Regions from separate parts of the Gossypium hirsutum genome. Here region 1 is linked to region 2. The links are chromatin contacts, called in public Hi-C maps. All regions are on one chromosome and are shown on one strand. The core of a region is the stretch at or near the end of the contact, and the rest is flanking DNA. Distances in the headings are between cores, read along the strand shown.

Evidence for each region. A called contact is a pair of places that touch in the nucleus more often than the background predicts.
Region 1: a Hi-C map of leaf shows a contact between it and region 2, with 2.7 times the contacts expected there. The contact joins the promoter of LOC107903705 here to the promoter of LOC107903974 in region 2. A contact is called at or near these places in 2 of 34 Hi-C or Micro-C datasets (callus and leaf).

The regions. Positions count from the first base shown.
Region 1 is chrD05:47,303,276-47,305,975 of Gossypium_hirsutum_v2.1, forward strand. LOC107903705 (WAT1-related protein At3g28050) reads left to right here and starts at 1,450. Exons shown (of 9, transcript XM_016829849.2): 1 at 1,450-1,541; 2 at 1,647-1,885; 3 at 1,981-2,043; 4 at 2,142-2,255. The coding sequence starts at 1,704.
Region 2 is chrD05:46,701,863-46,704,562 of Gossypium_hirsutum_v2.1, forward strand. LOC107903974 (E3 ubiquitin-protein ligase RHA2A) reads left to right here and starts at 1,271. Exons shown (of 1, transcript XM_016830211.2): 1 at 1,271-2,474. The coding sequence starts at 1,515. The coding sequence ends at 2,147.

The sequences.
Region 1 (2,700 bases), core at 200-2,699, 600 kb after region 2:
CGTGATAGACATCGTGGTATCTTAGGTTTATCTTAAGAAACCTATATGAACAAAAGTTTTTGAAATATTTTGGATGAAAGATTATTTACCGAGTGCTGCTCCTATCGTGAAGGGTGATAAGTTCAATTTGAACAAGTGCCTGAAAAACGAATTTGAGATGAAGCAAATGAAAAACATTCCACATGCTTCTATTGTTGGAAGCCTGATGTATGCTCAAATCTGTACAAGACTTGATATTGCATTTGTAGTTGGAATGTTGGGAAGATATCAGAGTAATCTAGGTATTGACCACTGAAGAGTTGCAAAGAAAGTTTTGAGATATCTTAAAGGGACAAAGGACTACATGCTTACGTACAAACGATCAGACAATTTGGAGGTGATTGGCTACTCCGATTCAGACTTTGTCAGTTGTGTTGATTCACGTAAATCAACATCAGGTTACATATTTATATTTGCTGGCAGAGCTATATCTTAGAGGAGTATCAAGCAGACCTTAGTTGCTACTTCCACTATGAAGGTTGGGTTCGTTTCATGTTTTGAGGCTACCTCACATAAAGTATGGTTAAAGAGTTTCGTTTCTAGGTTTAGACTTGTGGATTTGATTCCTAGGTCGTTGATGATATATTGTGACAATTCAGTTGTTGTCTTTATGGCTGTAAACAAAAAAAAGTGGAAGTCGAAGTAAACATATCGACATTAAGTATTTAGCCATAGGGGAACATGTTAAAGAAAAGAAAGTGGTCATTGAGCACATTAACACTGAGCAAATGTTAGGTGATCTTTTGACTAAAGGCATGCCACCATACAAATTTAAGGATCATGTTGTCACTATGGGACTTGTTCCCACATTGTAAATTTTCGTTAGAAGAACGATTATAAAGAAACTCTATTAAGTTTGATATTTCTCATATTTTGTGTGCACATTAATTTTATTATTTTGAAAAATGTCACTAAAGTTTAGACCTGGAATAAATATTGGGTTTATTCATTAAGAAATTGGGCTAAAACGTTGAGACATTATATATTGTGATACATGGAAGATACTACTCAAATTTTAAGAGAAAATATTGTCATGATTCATGCATTATGATACATGGGAGAATGTTGGAATTGTCTTTTGGTTCGTGGGAATGACCCCACGTTTTGCAACCCACTACTTTCATACTTTTGCTTGTGTGATAGTGGGAAATGTAATTGGTGATTTTTTACGAGAAATCACCACTATAAATACCAATTAAGCTTAAAGTTCCTACGTATCGAAAAAATAAAAACTAAAAATATTTCAACTAATGAAATTTTTTAATGCTTAAAAGATAGCTGTTTTCAACTTTTTATACAACTAAAATCGACGGCCTCAACGATGATTTGACGTACTCAACATGCTACATCTTTTGTGTTGTAGTATAATATTTAAATCATTATTTATGCTCACACAAGAATCTAGGTATTGGGTAAGGAGGCAATGACGAAAGGAGCTATGTCAGCCGCGACTTGGACTCGTTGCTTGTCGTCTATAACTCCTTGTTGGTAGCTATGGCTGCGTATGTATTTTAAATATAAAAGGACTTTAAAATTGATATTAATAACTAAAATTGAAATGAAAGTGTCCACTTATTTGCTTCACAATCCAACTACTTAAAATTCAGTCCTAGGAAGGAGGTGGCACAGAAGTTGATCGCAAGAACTGAAATTGGGTCTGAAGAATGAGGAAGGAGATGATTGGTTTGCCTATTGTAGGGATGGTAATGGCAGAGGTTGCTCAAGTTGGACTCATGATAATGGGCAAAGCAGCAATGTCCCATGGGATGCCCAACTTCGTCTTTGTTTTCTATTCCAATGCTCTTGCCTCTCTCATTCTCCTCCCTGCTTCTTTTCTCTTCCACAGGTACCGTTCGTTCTCTCTCTCTCTCTCTCTCTCTCTCTCTCTCTCTCCATAATTCCCATTTCACTATCTCCTTTGATTTTCCGTTTTCCCTGCAGGTCACACCGTCCTCCACTCACTTTCTCTATTCTTTGTTGGTTTTTCTTGCTTGGCCTTCTTGGGTATGTAAGATTAATGGAAATTATGATGTGGGTTTTCAGTTACATAACTATGGATTTGAGGGCTTTCATTCATATTTTACATGGTATTTGGTATGCAGTTGCTTTGCCCAGATTTCTGGGTATGCTGGGATATATTATAGCTCGCCTACTCTGGCAACTGCCATGCTTAATCTCATCCCAGGTCTCACCTTCATCCTTGCTGTTGCTTTCAGGTTATTATCTCTTCTCCTATCGTTGTGTGTAATACTCTGATCAATCTGATAACTAAAGGATAAAGTATATGTGGACGATGGGATGCAAGGCCATTTAATCTATTTACTCTTTACTTCCCCTGAAGTACCACTTGTATCCAACACATATTTATACATAGGTTTGACAGAAAAAATGAGCATACCCTTTCGGGCAATCCTGGTATTCCAGTTTGTAAAAGGGTCAATGGTTGGAACTGAGTTTGAAGTAATATGTCTGCAGCCATTTTGTTTGTTTCTATACCTCATAAATTCTCTTGGGATTGTTTTTGTATTTAAGAAATATGGTTGCTTAGAGGAAACAGATTGCAGTCCCTAGGAGGTTGCCTGCTCTTACTCTTACTGAAGTGGGAAATTGGGAACTTATTTAAGTGACAAATTTGTTTGATCTCCTTGCACAAATAGTTAT
Region 2 (2,700 bases), core at 21-2,520:
TATATCACATATCCAACCTGAAATGCATAAGTTGCAATCAAAACAAAACATACCTCTTCAAACCAAATTCATTTATGAATTATTTTACTTATAAGATACTTTATTTTAGAAATTGAAGTAAATTAAACTCTATGTGATGGCCTGATAGTCAATGGTGTTCATCACCTTAAGTATAACCTGGGTTCGAGTCGTGCTAGTTGCGTTAGTTGTTAGAATTTTATCCTGTTATTGTAATTCAAAAAGAAAAAGATATTCGAGTTTACCCTATTATTATAATTCAAAAAAAAAGATAAAGTTAATTTTTTAATAAGACTAATTTAATAATCTCAATATAATATGGAGCTGACCAATACTTTGACCAATAATATTGTGTCATGTAACATATTTTCATATCATATTAAATTGGAATTGGAATTTTACAAGATTATAATCAGTTCAATTTTTCTCTTTTATTTGATTGAAATAAACGGAATTTAAGTGGGTTAAACTTATCATCAATGAAGTAAACCTAATAATTGCAGAGAGAATTAAACTTAGATCATGAGTCGAGTTAGGTCGATGTCAAATTTTAGGTCTATTTCTTAAGTTTGGGCTCGACTTGACTTAAAAAATGAGTCTAAAATTTTATCCAAGCTTAGTCCAAATAAAAAATACTAAACTTGAGTCCAATTTGACCTGGCCGTATTAAAATTTTATATTATTTTTATATAAAAATAAATTTAAAAAATATAATACATCAAATATACTAAAAATATTAAAATAAATGTTTCACAACAAATTTAAAATATATTAGAAAAAGTATTGATACTTGTTAACACTAATAGTTTCAACTTAACAAACAAATGCCTCTAAAATTGTAGGAAAATTAACAATAAAACAAGAGTTATACAATATCTAAACAATAACAATAAGATAGTAATAATATAATAGCAAAATGGTAATAAAACAACAACAAACAACAGCAAAAAAAAAACTTTTAGACAAATCGGGTCGAGTTTGGGCAAAAAATTCTTATTCGACGCCTGACCGATTTAGAAACAGGCCTTATTTTTTATCCAAACTAATTTTTTGGGCCCATATTTTTGCCGAAATCCTTTCACTTTTCAGGCGGACCTTCGAGACTGAATGGGTGTCCCGACCCATGTTAAGTGTAAAGACAATATAACTGCTAATCATAAAAAATATAAAAATAATACAAATAGGAGATCATAAATTGTTGGGTTTTCAAAATATTATATAAATATATAATAGAAGAATAGATAGATGAATGAAAAATTAAATCCCAAGTTACATAAAGAATAAGAATAGGAATACAGAAATACACAGCTTGTGATGTATAGAACGAAGTTAGTATTAAAGCATGGAAAAAGGAAAAAGGAAAAAGAAAATAAACAATTTCAACAAGCGGACCCCACCACACATGGCCCTAATCTCCCGTTCTTTAGCCGCTCCTCTCCTCTCCTCTTCTTTTCCCTACATCATCTCTTTCTTCTTTTCTTCTTTCTTATCGCTGTATGCTTCTATTTCTCTATATAAAATCTAATCTCTTCCATTCCACCTTTCAGCTTATAAATATATATACACACACATATTACATATTACTACTCTTTTTCTACAAATCCACTTCCACATTTTCTGAAACTAAAATAAGAAAGATGGGATTACAAAGCCAGCTGAGCGACGTGTCCTCAGATTCGATCCCGCTTCTTCTCGTAGCAATAATCGCTAACTGCGTCGGTTATCTCCGAAGACTCCTCTTTGGTTCCCTCCATTTGATTGGCCTTCTCCCTTGCCCAGACCAGCCCACTACCATCGACGATGTTGGAGTCCTTGGCTCCGGCCTCGCCAGTCTCATCGTACTCGCCGAGCAGCTCAACTTAAACAAGGCTTTCTCCTACAAATACTGTGGCGGCGCGGGAGGAAAGGGCTCTGATTGTGTTGTGTGCTTGTGCAGCCTAAGAGATGGGGAGCAGGTGAGGAAGCTCGATTGCTGCCATGTATTTCATAAGGATTGCTTTGATGGTTGGCTTGATCAACTAAAATTTAACTGCCCGGTTTGTCGATCCCCTCTCAAAATCGATCAGCGCGTCGGTTTCACGCGGAGACGCGTCGGTGAAGATTTGCTTGCCTGGTTTTCTTTGGGTTAATTAGATTCCGACCAAGATTTTAGAAATTCTGGTATTTTTGGCCCCCCCTTTCTTAGGTTCCGGCTGGATTGGATATTATTTTGTTTTCAACTATTTGTTTTGAGAGGGTTGTCATTCAACTTTCTTTCTTACAACTATTTTTCTTTTTCTTTTTAGAACCCTTTTTCTCCATCGTAGGGTTTTTTTTCCCTTAGAAATTTTTTGAAGAATTTTCTTTTTCACTGCTGTAAATAGTCCTTTTTTATTTACTTTTTTGTATTTTTTTGTCCAATAAGAAAATAGTTATCTTGGTGTACAAATTATCAATATCAGATTGCTATTTATTTACATGAAGTAGTGAGGGTAAAGATGCTTTATGATTTTACTTTTATGGTAATCTTATTAATTTATTATTAAGGTAAATAAAAAAAAGCATATTTTATGTGATATTGTTTGAAAAAAGAAAAATAAGAACCCAAGTTGTTTTAGATTTCAAGATAATATTAAGATAATAGGGGAGAGAAAAGAACATTTAGAATTTATGGTAACTACAAAACAGGTTGAGTTTTATAAA